Regions from separate parts of the Mus musculus genome. Here all the other regions are linked to region 3. The links are chromatin contacts, called in public HiChIP or PLAC-seq and Micro-C maps. All regions are on one chromosome and are shown on one strand. Each heading gives the region's core, a stretch centred on a gene start, on an enhancer-like site or on the middle of the called end of the contact. The rest is flanking DNA. Distances are from core to core; before and after follow the strand shown. Region 1 has its middle 59 kb from the start of Gm30305. Region 2 has its middle 91 kb from the start of Gm30305. Region 3 overlaps Hs3st3a1 (heparan sulfate (glucosamine) 3-O-sulfotransferase 3A1).

Region 1 (4,174 bases), core at 1,524-4,023, 160 kb after region 3:
CTCTGAGAGTGCAGTCCAGGCCTCAGAACTTGTGTTGGGAAGCTGTCAGCCTTTCATCACACTCAGGACTAGCTGCACAGGGGAGCAGAGTACACGATACAGGAAGGCAGCATGAGGCGGAGAAAGATTTAGAAGCTTCTTTTGTTGTTGTTGTTGCTGTTGTTGTTGTTTTTGGTTTTGGTTTTCCGAGACAGGGTTTCTCTGGGTAACCCTGGCTGTCCCGGAACTCACTCTCTAGACCAGGCTGGCCTCGAACTCAGAAATCCACCTGCCTCTGCCTCCCAAGTGCTGGGATTAAAGGCATGCGCCACCACCGCCCAGGGACTTGGAAGCTTCTTGATGTGGATACAAAGGCATGTTCCAGGCCCTAGCTTCCAGTGAGCCTTACAATGTTCATTTCAAAAATAAAGACAGTAACTGGGCCTGATGGTGTGAGCCTGTCACCAGAGGTAGCTAGCATATAAAGAGGTTGGCTTCACTTAGTTTTGGTGGTTCAAAGTTCAAGATTGGGAAGGCATACTTGTTTGGCCCCTGTTGGGGATAGCTGTCAGTAGCACACCGTGGCAGGAACGTCTAGAGGTGCAAAATGGCTACAGCTGTACATGGAGCAGAGGCAAAGGAGAGATGGGCTGGGTTGACTCTTTGTGCAGTGATGTTTATGAGAACTCAGGGGAGAGCAAGGGAACTACACCCCTGAAGACTCATGGACCTCTCACTAGCCTCCAAGCTTTCACTGCCTTCCAGTAGCCTCATCCTGAGACAAAGTCACCAATACGTGAGCCGTTGGTGGGGGGGAGGGCAGGGGTTATTAAAACCCGGGCTACAGTAACCATAGGGACAATCCACAGCATACTAATTGTTGGGTTAATTTTCAGTATGATGAACATTTATCTAAGGTATAGCATATATTTGAATAATTATGTGTGTGTGAGTGTGTGCATGTGTGTGTATGTATGTATCTTAGAGACATATAGATATAAGCAATAGTAAGAATTATAAATAACAATAAACCTTATACAGGAGAGAATCTAGTGCTGATAGGGAGAAATATAAAGAAGGAAGTCATCGCTCAGCATCAGATGCTGGGAAATCAGGATGAATGTGTTCACATGGTGTGTTCAGACAACCAAGAGATCAAGAAAGCCTGAAAAGTGGCTAAAGGGCCAGGCACACTCACTGACCACAAAGGAACTAGAATGGCTAGAAAGACACTAGCCATTAGTGTAGCTGATGTGGGAATTATCAAAGCAGTCATTGGCTTGGGTCCCAGACTCAGAGGATCCAAGTTGTCTTGGGGTAAGTTTGGAGATGGCAGGACACATACAACAGAAAAGAGGGGCCACACATAATGTGCTTGGGAATCTGGGCACCGAGAGGAAGAAGCTGTGGCAGTCAAGTGAAGTCCTGGTCTTCTGATTAGCAGCTGAACCCTGGGCAGAGAAAACAGTTGTAAAAACTGAATGGATTTAGACTAGAAAGCAAAGTTCCCGGGGGGAGTGTAGCTTACCACCAACCGATGGTAACACCACAGAGGGACAGAGCAGTCCTGTGCTGGAGAAGGAGCAGGAGGTCAGAGAAGGAGGTCACGAACAGGGTGGTTGCTCTTAGTGGATGAGCCTCTGCCAGGTTTCTACCGTGAGCCATAAACAGGGGTCTGAAACTCAGCTACCTTCCAGTGCCATGAAGATCATAGCATGTGTGAGCCAGAGTCATAAGCAATTATCCAGGAATCCAGGGTTTCACAGAGTTGTGTGCTCACCCGATTGTTGTTGTTGTTGTTGTTGTTGTTGAAACACGTGTTGCTATGTTCATCCTTCACTTTTTCTCTCTTTGATAAGGATGTGACCAGAAAGAAGGGTTTATGTGCTTGCAAATGCTGCCAAGCCAACTCAGAGTCAAGGTTGTACCTCTGAGTCTGGATAAAGCCAGTGTTTGCCCTGAAGATGGTGGCCAGTACTCAGTTCATTACTTGATATCATGCAAGTACATGGGTCAAGGACTGTCAGAATTATCAGAAAATGCAGGAAGGACTCTTAATGTGTATATGAAACATCTTGACTGTTGTATGTTGGCTCAATTGAAAGACCAAACAAGCCTGGGGAAGCCATCTGGGTACCAGACCTTCCCCTGCATCAGTTTGCATCCTCTGTTGAACACATTCAATTCAACCTGTCATGGACCTGGAAGACGGCTTTTGATACCTGAGAGTCAACATTACTTGTGGTTTCCTTTGGTTGCACTGATTAAAGGAGAAGAAGGAAAGAAATTCTTGAAAGCCGAGTGAGCAATTTGGGATTAACGGTTTATGGAGACAATTGCTGTTGAGAAAACAAAGCAGGAGGCTTAGGCTAAACAGACCCAGTAAATCTGAGCAGTTGTTTGCTGGGTTTTGATAGCAAGAGTTCCTTTTTACATTGGGGCAAGCATTTGCTTTGTATGCAAAAGTACACGTATGTAAACTCCCAGCAATGAGAGTCATAGTAACATGAATTAGGATGAAATGATATGGAAACTTGATACTACAGTGAGTGAAGAAGAGGATCAAGGGAAATTTCTCACTCTCTATTGGTATTGTTCTGGACGGTATCATTTAAAATTTAAATTTTGCAGCAGATTAAATCATCATCTATAGCAGGATCCCGTCTGTGGCTCCACAGAATATTTCTGTCTATTATTTTCTAGGAAAAGAAACTTACTGTCTAATAGTGTGTTGTTCAGCAGACTCTGAGGAAATGGGAAGTAAGGTCGCAGGAAACAGTGCCTCTGGGTGAAAGGGTTAGGAGGAATTTGTCACAGTGAATTCCATATCTCACCCATGGCCAGGGAGCCAGGGGGTGCCTTCATTTGTGCCTGGTTCAGAGAGAATGTCATGACTAAGTGTCTGAACCCTGCACTTCAATGTGTTAACTTCTACCTCCTGTCCTATGTTTCTTTGATGGTTGAGCCTGTCTGTTGGGTTCTAAGACCCTCAATGTCATACGTGACAGAAGAATGTTGACTGTGTTTCTTTTTGACTGTCTGTGGTTTGGTGGGTTGAACACGGGATATTGAACATGTTAGGAAAATGCTATGCCATTGAGAAATATCCTAGCCTAGAATATTAATTGTATATTAGGATGCTCAACAAAAGATAAGATCTCTAGTCTTCTTGGAATCTGCATGTACCTTTACTCATTTTTGACTAATGTGATGTGTGATGAAGGTGGTTTTCTGGAACTTACTGAAGGGATATTAGTTCATGAAATATACCTACTTCTCTTCTGAGTCTCTATTTGACCCTGATTCCTGATTCTCATTCCTTTTAAAGATGAGAAAATGGTATCTAATCTGGAACTAATGTTCAGAGCTGAGGTCTGTCTGAATCCACATACATCCCTTATGACCAGACACAGCTAATGTGTGTCCTGGGACCAGGCAGCAAAGAAATCCCAGTTGTCTTCATTCTTTTCTCACTCTTTACCATCTCTGAGAATCTATGACCAGATTCCTTGGTGTGTCTGCTTAACTCTCCAAAATGGCTAATCTGAGATTTTAGATAAGTTTGCTTTCTGTTGCTGTGATACACCTGGGGAAGAACAGGATTTGACGTCAGAGAAGGAGGTCAAGGCAGATGGAACAGAGGCTGTGAAAGAACACTGCTTCCTGGCTTGCCCCCATGGTTCACTCAGTCTGTGTTCTTGTACACCCAGGGCCACCTGCCCAGAGGTGACACTGCTCTCAGTGGACTGGGCCTTCATACATCAATCATTGATCAGGATTTTTTTTTCCTTAAAAGCCTCACAGTCTTCTCTATGGGCTAGTCTGATGGAGGCCATTTCTTACCTCTTCCTACTTATGTCAGGTTAATGAAAAACTAACCCAGGCAGTAAGTAAGAACATCCACTTTATTTTTATTAGCTTTTGTTTATAGTTTTGACAACCAGAATGAAGAATATCATACCATATCACCAAAAGAGCTTTTTACATGGTGGCGTTTACTTCCATTCAAGCAAACTGGGGAGGGGTTTCTTACCTTCAATACCTGGTCCATTGATAAATATTAAGATAATCATATTAAGTTTCCCCAAACCAGGTGGAACTTTTATAAGCATTTTATCTCATTTACATTTATTTAAACAGAGTCTATTCGTTTTTTAAAATGTAAATTATTTCTTCCAGGAAAATATTTCCATGT
Region 2 (4,389 bases), core at 244-2,743, 130 kb after region 3:
TAAATTCAGAGCAGGTAACTTACGTTTGCTAAAAACAGGACCTCAATGACTGTTTCTAATCATAGGTCATCCTGGGGCTGCTATGAGCCCTGACAAGGAAGCATTTCACCCATAAGCCACTGCGCACCTGTTGTGTAAATTAGGAAGGCTTGACAGAGTTGTGCTGATGTGTTGATAAACTCGTCAGTTGTGTCAGAGTGATTCCCGATCTATGGAGCTGCCTGTGTTTACTATTATGACTGTCAGTTGGGGCGGGGGCCAACTGACATCTCTTGACACTTCCATATGAGCAGTCCTTAGGGAGAGGGTAATATGAAGTCCATTTAACCGCTGAAAGAAACACAATATAGACTCATGCTTGACTCTGTGTTACACATTTCCTCAATCCCCTCCCACCATCAAACTAAAATCCCATCTTCACTCCCCATGTACAAGGATATTCATGAAGAGAGGGTATGTTACACAATGTACTTTTTATCAAGTAATTTCAAGAAAGTAGAGTTTCAAACGAAGTGTTTGGAATGAAGATGGTTGTGTTCACTACATCTTAACATAACATCTCGTCATTTAGAAGTGTATTCACATACTACTTTTAATAAACCATAAGTTAGCAACTAGTTTGCATGAGACATTCTTAACTTATCCTGCTAATATATTTCATTCACACCTGCTGAAGAGCAAAGACAGGGTGGTCACTCTGACAACCATGTTCTGATGCTACAACTGAATACCACAGTCTGGGAAATTTATAAAGCACAGAAAGTTATTTAGTACATGGTTCTGGAGGCTGAGAAACGTTCTCCTCTCACTGGCATCTGGCGATGGTTTCCTACCTAGCAGAGGATAATGTCGAAAGACAAAGAGTCCGAGCTCAGCTCATTTTCTTATTCTCATGATGTGGCTGTGTTGCTGTGGAACCCTAACAACAGAGTCTCATCCAATCCCACATACCAACTAAAGGCCTAATTTCCAAGTACCATTAGCACATGATTCTGCAGATGAAACTCCCAACCCAAAGACTTTATTTTCCAGAAATACATTCAAAGAGAAACATAAGTGTCGAAGCCAAGCAGTCCTCTGCAGTCTTTAGAACCTCTGCCAGATCACTTCTCTCCAAGCTCAGACTCCTCTTCCTGACTTCCTGGGTTCGGGGCATTGTTCAGCAGCACTCTTGGAATTCAGGCACTCAGGGTTGGCAGTGCCCCAGCATCTATGTACAAGTTCCGGCTTACACACAGGGCCAGCACTGGCCAGTCCCAGATTCTCCTTGTCGCCACACTGTCTGGCTGTGAGTGGAAGCTACATACCTTCCCACCCATTTCTAACAGAGGTTGTATTGATGTTGAATCAGCTGTTGTAGTGAAACCAAAATGCCAGTCAGCTTTCCACAAAGGCTTCGGCTCAAGAACCACTTAACCAACTCTGTCTGACGTACGTGACGTCTCATTCACCAACACCCTAATTTTAGCTAAGTCTATCAGCTTCAGTTTGTGGAGTTTCAGTGCTGTTGATGTCAGCAGTGCCTTCCTGGCTTACATCTGGGTTTTTAGAGGAACTGGAACAATAGTGAATCCTCTGGAAATTCTGTTATGATTAAAGATTAAATACACTTCTTTCTTAGGCTTAGTCCTGATCTCTGTGCTGGTGAGAGTTCAATCAGGGAGTTTTTTTTTTTTGTCTTAGAAAGAGAAAAAAAAGTTCTTTTGATCACAATTTTGAAGGTCACTGTCTATGATTGATTGATTGGTCCTGTCATCTTCAGGCTGTGTAGTAGTTACACTCAGAGAGCATCAAAATGTGGCAGATGAAAGCCACACATTTCATGGTTAGGGACAAAAGAGTTATGAGAGGTAGGGGCCAAGGACATGATCCAGTGACCCAAAGACCCACAGGGACAGCCTTAGGGTGTTCACCACGTTTTAACAGGGCCTCTTGGGAGGCCAAGAGCCATAAACACATGGATTATGATGGTTCTGATCTGAACTAAACTTTCTCCACATATACACATAAAAACACTGTCTTCCTGGGATCTACCCAGACATGTATACATTTTAGAATTTTTCTCTGCTTATGAAACTCCAGAAAAGACCACATTCTACCATCTGAACAGTGTTCTTCGAGAGAATCAGTCATCAAAATGGAGAAGGAGGTGAGATGAGACACAGAAGATTAAGGAACTATAACAGCTTGAAGGAGCCCAAGGAGAAATGACAAGCAACAAAATGTATTAATGTAATCTGGACCCAGAAACAGTAGCACGAAATGGGAAGAGAGGACAGTCAAATACTGTGTCAGTCATGGTCATGCAATTCTAGGGGAAGTTTGGTGCAGACTGCTGTCTGTTTAAAAATCTCCTACTAATCTAAAACTCACTCAAAACATTTTAAAAATGGCAAGCATCAGAAATTAAGAATTTCAGCTATTTGACAACAAAAGTAAGGGAAATATCACAACATAGTCCCACACAAAAATATATGTGTGTATATGTGTATACATAGACATATCCATATTTACCTAGTATATATGTAACTCACACAGTGCAAAGTGATGCTATACATACATGAACACTATGTATGTATATATGTGTATATTATATGTATGACCCTGGTCTGTACTAAATGTCCTTATACATACTACCCACATATATATTAGGTTAATGTAAGTACCAATGAGATCAAAATGACAACATTGCATTAGACAGTATTAAAAACATGGTCCTGGTGGAAATACATCAAAGGGGAAATAAATCATTTCAGTTCAATAATATTGATCAACCGCAAACAGATATGTCTGGCACGAAACATATCCCTCCAATGAAATGTCTTCATGAAGTCTAAGTCTGATATGGAGAATATGTAGACAGCATTAGCAAAACATGAGAGCTGATGGTTTGAGCATACCACATTCAGTCAAGCAGACATAACACATCTAATTGGGTAATAAGAGAAATAAGGTTGATGAACTAGATATGTCAAAGTTTTTAGCCAACAGGGGATGCATATTCTTTACAAAGCCTAAGGGGAATTTTTCAAAATTGATCATAATCTCCACCTTCATTGGTTTCTGCAAGGGAAAGAATGCACAGACTCTCTCATGTGGTCGCAGTGTGAAAGAAAACTACAAATTAACAGCTGGAAGCAGCACAAAGTCTGAACACTTAGAAATGAGGGAAAGAGCGCAGACTCATAAATATTATGAAGGAGAACTTTAAAATGTCAATTACATTTACATGAAAATCAAACCAATATTAGACCTAAAGCAACAGAGTTTATTCAAAATTATTTTTGAGGCAGATGAAAAATCTTTCACTTCATGAAATGAATAAGAAAGCCAATTTAAATGTCCACATCAGTATGACAGAGGAAAAACAACAGAGCTGTCAAATGCAGGAGGGTGGGGATGAGATGCTTGGAAGAGGAGAGGAAGTAAATGGAGTACAAGACACCTCCTGCAGAAGCAAGATATGCGTATGTTCATTCTAACAAACAAACAAACAAACAAACAAATAAAACAAACAGAAAGAAGGAATGAAAGAGGGAGGGAAGGAGGGAAGGAGGGAGGGAGGGAAGGAGGAAGGCTTGGTTAAAGAAGGAGAAAGGGTTTTGATCAAGATAGATTATACACATGCATGAAATTCTAAAAATAAATTTCAAATATTCTTAACAAAGAAATGTGAAGTTATGAAAGTAAAGAGATGTTTTAAACATTGATATGTAAAAAGGTGGGAAATATTTGGGAAAAACAAAAATGCTAAGATGAAGAAATGAGCCAGCTCAGGAAGCATGACCCTCTTTAAATTTTAATTTTAAATGCTGTCAAATTTTACATGCACAAGTACTATGTTTATAGCATTTACACCTCTCTATCTCCTCCCATAAGCTCCTCCCACGCCCTGCATTTTCTTTCTCAAATGTATAACCTCATCTCAGAAGGGCAGGACAGGAACATAGAGGCAGGATATGAAGCAGAAGCCATTGAGAAATGCTGGTGAATAGCTTGCTCTCCACAGTTGTTTCACCTTGCTTTCTTATATAACTCAAAGCCATCACCAAAGAAGTGGCACTACCCATAGGGAATCAGGTCTTCCTACATTAATCCTTAAGCAAGAAAATGGCCCCAAAGAATTGCTTGTAGACAAATCTGATCAAAGCATTTTCTCAATTGAGGTTCCCTCTTCCTAGCTGATTCTAGTTGTGTCAAACTGACAATAAAAATCAACCAGGACATTTAGGATACTTTCCATCTGTTTTAACAATAAGTGCTGGCCTGGATTCTGTTTTCTAATATTAATAACATGAACCTGACCTGATCATAGTTCAGTGGTAAATCACTTGTCTAGCATACAGAAGTCTTGGTTCCATCCACAACACCAAATAATGCTGGTGGTGG
Region 3 (4,403 bases), core at 1,571-4,070:
TAGATTCAGCCCCACCTCTCAGCTCATTGTCTGTTACTATTTGGTTTTTCTGAGCAACAAATTCTGCAAGTGCAAAATGTGACTCAGAGAGAGGTGTCTGTAAAGGAGAAGGACGGTAAGAACGACTGCTCAGACTGCCAATCAGACAGTTCCTGTCAGCCCCATGTGCTATGCTTTCTAATACAGATGCCTCATCACAAATATCTGGCACTGTGCTAATCTTGGATGCAGCTACCTTATTCTGTCACTGATGGACTCCCATCTGGAGTTAAGCATATGCTGAGGTGACCCCAAGGGCTCCAATGGCAGGTGCCTGTCAGCTGACCGTATTTCATCCAGGAATATAGCAACTCCTCTCTCAAAGGATGAGCTGGAGGGTTCATCACTAGATTTACCTCACTGGTTTTGTGGCCCATAGGTTTAGAATGTTCGATGATGAAAGGACTTGGTTGCACTGTTGTTTTGCACGTGTGGAAACAGAGGCCTCATGCTGGGACTCAAGCTCCTTGCTTTGGAGGATCTGATCCACACTGAACTGAACTTCGCATCAAATCCTAGCGGCCAACTCAACCTTCCCCACCTCTACTCTGTTACCAATAGCATGTGTCAGTGTCCATTTTTCTAACTACCCCTATGCACTGCTTCTTCCCTGGTCACCAAGGGGCATAGGTACTGGATAAGAAAACAAGAAAACCCTTTAAAGCCTGACTAGGTCCTTGAGCTCCTCTTAGACACTAAAAACAGTGTTTATTGCCACGAAATAGTTGAATTTTGTTACTTGAAATCCACACAGTTACAGATAATGAAGGGGAGCAAGGGGTGGACTGGAGGGACTGGAGGGACTGGAGGTGGTCTGTAAAGATGTTTTAGTAAAAGAAAGAAGATCAGTGAGCAGATTAGGAGTAAACCAAAGCATCTTTCTCCCTCTCTGTTCTCAGGAAAGAAACTTCAGGGCATTTCCAAAGTCCCTGTGTGTGCCTTGTGGTGGAACCATCCTCCTGCTCTTGGGGGAGGGAGCTGCCTCCCAGGGGCCTGGACCACTTGAGTGGTGACTGGTAATGCCTTAATTACCAGGCCCAGAGCAGGTGATGTCTGGCTGCGGGTCCTCAGGGCTACTGATTACTCAACTCCCCCTCTACAAGGAAACACTTTCCACATCAATAATTAAACAGAACAATTAGAGCGATTTAAAAAGTATAATTAGGCAGAATCAACTCTGTGTCCCTGGAGCATCCTTGCTTTCTCTTCCTCATGTTTCATGCCCTCCCTCATCTTTCTTTAGAGCATCATTTTGGGAATCCAGCAGGCCCCTGTTCTGAATCTTTAAACCCCAGTGGGGCAGGGGAGAATCCATTTACAAGCACAAAGGTGAGGGATAGAAGGTAAGGACAGACACAGACCATCTGTTCTCTGTTCCTGACACACTGTTTCTGACACACACACAGTCTTGGTTCATGGGGTACAGAGGGAAGATGCAGAATGAACATGGGGCTGGCATCTGTGGCCAGGATCGAGGAATCCCTGGCATAGGGTCCCCTGTCCCTAGAATGGTGACAGATGCTATGTGTGACTTCTTGATGGGAGACCATAGATCAAAGATGTGAGGTCCCCCTACCTACTTCTCTGAATTTATCTGTACCCTGTGCTGGAAAGAGTCCATTGTTTCAAATTTATTTATATCTTAAAGAAATGACTGTCTTAGCCTAGTTTTTGTTGGTATCACAAAATAAGTAGAGCCTGGGGTTATAAAGAAAGCGTTTATAAAGAAAGCATGGTTCTGGTGGCTCCAGGTCCAATTAGTAAGGCTGGCATCCTGGTAAGGGTGTTCTAGGTTGTTTCACAACGTGGTAGAGAAAATTGCCATGTGCAGAAGGAGCCAACCATGCTGGTCATCTGGCTTTACAACAGCTCCTCTAGGAAGAGCTCTCACCCCTGGAAGACTCCCTTGGGTCAACACTGATGCAGTTGTGAAGTTGGGACTTCTTAACCACTCACTGGGTCCCACCTCCTAAAGAAGCCACTATACTGGGGATCAAGCAGCCAGTTGTGAATACCTAGGGATAAACACTTCCAATCCATAGCTTGACCCAACCCCAAATATGAAAACAGTGAGAATTGGCGATGCCTCCCAGCTCAGTGTAGAGATTTAAATTTTATAGTTTGTGTGTCTGCTCTTCTCTGAGATCCCAGGATAAAAACTGAACCAACGGTTATCAACAAAGAAAATGTACTGTCTGTCATGAAGCAGACTGTCATTGTCCACAGGTCAAAGATCTCTCTCAGTTAGCATTCAGAGAAGGCTGTGCAGAAGAACTGCAATCAATCTAGGAGCCAAGAATGGAATGCCTCTCCTACGAGAGATGGTGAGAAGCAGCCAGAGGCTCACATACCAGGGCCCAAGGGACAGCAGGCTGCAGTGCAGTGACCAGGTCAGATCTGAGACCACTCAGTGAAGACAGAAGGGCCAGGGCAAGTCAGTGGCACTCAGACCTGCAGATGACAATCTCAGGGTCCACGAGGTCCAAGGGGCTGACCTCAGACCCTTCCTGGAGGTCACATAAAGGGCAGCCAACCTCTCCACTCTGCTCTAACTTCCTTCTTGGCATACTATTTCCTGCACCCACTCCCTACTTCCTCCCCACGGGATATTTATCTGACTTTCAGCTTGACAAAGGAAATCATAGAAAAGAAAGTAATATTTCTCTTCTCTTCAACCCTGGACAGATGTCACAAGAAGTCAAGGTGGGGGGTAGGGCAAAGAAGAATCTCTTTTAGGGCTAAATATAGGCAACTATAGATTCACCTCTGGTGGCCTTAGAGGTCAGGAGGGAGAAACCTGATCAGACGTAAGGCTGTGTCTTTCAAAGGACAGGCTCAGTTGGAGGAGACAGAGTGAGAATGTCATTCTTTTGTGTCCTTCTGTGATGCACAATTAAAGCATAAAATGAGTGACAAAATATCCGATTTATTTTCTCTAGAGTTCAAGCAGCAATTTAAAAGATGTACTGGACATCAGGAATAATGAAAATGCCCCACAAGTCTCCTGATTCTAAAAGAAAATATTTGATCAAAAGATATGGAGAAAAATAAGCAAAAAATCAGAACAAAACAACAAAAACAACAAAAGAAAAAAATCAAAACTAACTCTCACAGGGAACTAGAGAGCAAACAGTCTGCCTCAAAGAAGAAACAGGAAGTTGGTATTACACATCTTAACCCAAAGAATGCACGGGCGTCAGTGAATAGTTTGAAGGAAAACATGTTTGTGGCTTAGGGATTTTTTTCCCATCCTCCTCAGCGCTGGAGAGACAGCTCAGTGGGTGAAGTGTTTGCTGGGTCAAGCATGAGGACCTGTGACCAGATCTCCTCATTCATGTAAAAGCCAGGAATGGTGGTGTACTCCAGTAACTCCAGCACCTTGTATGGGGAGAAAGAGGCATTCTTGTGCTTGCTGGCAGACAGTCTAGACAAATACAGGAGCTTCAGGTTCAGTGAGAGACTTTATCTTAAAGCATAAGGTAGAAAGCAAAGTGGTGGAGGAAGACACCCAACATGAACCTTTGGCTTCCATATGTGCATGCATACATATGTGGTGTCTCAAATGATCATGGTGAAGACAGGGCATTCCAATAACAATGAACCTCATCTTTTGGGGACGGACACAGATCCTGGAAATGTGCTTTTGGCATGCCAGTGATCATGTCTTCTGATGGCTCAGCATCTTTACTTCTGTCTTTGCAGAGTTAGACATTTGATTGACACCGTCTCTCATGGATTGCTCTTACAATGATTCCCTGTGCCTGTTTGGTTTGTTATCTGTGTGTCCCCCCTCTCATTCTTCATGTTTTTTGTTCTTAAGCCCAACCCCTATATGGGAATGCCCAGAGTGCAGGGCTCGTCCTTACATCATTACATCTTAGTTAACCGAGCTTGTTTCCTTCTTGAGAATACAACTGTGTGAACTATATCACTTTATATCTTCCTTGTTTATTTCCCCATCATCCACAGAGACACAGGTACAGATGGCTAGGTCACTGTATTTATAGAAAGGAAATATGTTAGAAAAACATAGATACAGCATCATTTGGGCCTTTTAAAGACTCTTTGAGTCTTAGACTCAGGCTCTAGTCCCTTCTGTTTTTATGTGAATGTCTTAGTTGGTATGACTGCTTGTGTTTGACTCCTCCTCCTGTCTCAGATTCATTCATCTTAAACCTCAAAGCATTTTGCTGGGTGTGGTGGCAGTGCACACCTTTAATTCCAGCACTCAGGAGGCAGAGGCAGGCAGATCTCTGTAAGTTTGAGGCCAATGTGGTCTACAGAGTGAATTTTAGGACAGCCAGAGCTACACAGAGAAACTCTGTCTCCAAAAACCACCCCCCAAACCAAACCAAAAATAAACC

Evidence for each region. Hi-C and Micro-C count contacts between places; a contact is called where the count stands out from the background. HiChIP or PLAC-seq counts read pairs in DNA pulled down with a chosen protein or histone mark.
Region 1: a Micro-C map of macrophages shows a contact between it and region 3, with 5 times the contacts expected there. The contact joins two enhancer-like sites. A contact is called at or near these places in 5 of 484 Hi-C or Micro-C datasets (bone marrow-derived dendritic cells, bone marrow-derived macrophages, cortical neurons and 1 more) and 2 of 115 datasets of contacts at active chromatin or transcription factors (bone marrow-derived dendritic cells and fibro-adipogenic progenitors).
Region 2: a p65 HiChIP or PLAC-seq map of bone marrow-derived dendritic cells shows a contact between it and region 3, with 3 times the contacts expected there. The contact joins two enhancer-like sites.

The regions. Positions count from the first base shown.
Region 1 is chr11:64,657,933-64,662,106 of GRCm38.p6, forward strand. No RefSeq gene overlaps it. Among named protein-coding and RNA genes, the nearest start is that of Gm30305, 59 kb to the right of the region's middle. Within about 2 kb of position 2,774, at least 3 of the 459 cell types and tissues checked have an H3K27ac peak or open chromatin away from gene starts, as enhancers often do. A contact at or near this core is called in macrophages, where this site is marked.
Region 2 is chr11:64,626,113-64,630,501 of GRCm38.p6, forward strand. No RefSeq gene overlaps it. Among named protein-coding and RNA genes, the nearest start is that of Gm30305, 91 kb to the right of the region's middle. Within about 2 kb of position 1,494, at least 12 of the 459 cell types and tissues checked have an H3K27ac peak or open chromatin away from gene starts, as enhancers often do. A contact at or near this core is called in bone marrow-derived dendritic cells, where this site is marked.
Region 3 is chr11:64,493,626-64,498,028 of GRCm38.p6, forward strand. All of the region lies in intron 1 of Hs3st3a1 (heparan sulfate (glucosamine) 3-O-sulfotransferase 3A1), which reads left to right. Among named protein-coding and RNA genes, the nearest start is that of F930015N05Rik, 59 kb to the left of the region's middle. Within about 2 kb of position 2,821, at least 24 of the 459 cell types and tissues checked have an H3K27ac peak or open chromatin away from gene starts, as enhancers often do. A contact at or near this core is called in bone marrow-derived dendritic cells and macrophages, where this site is marked.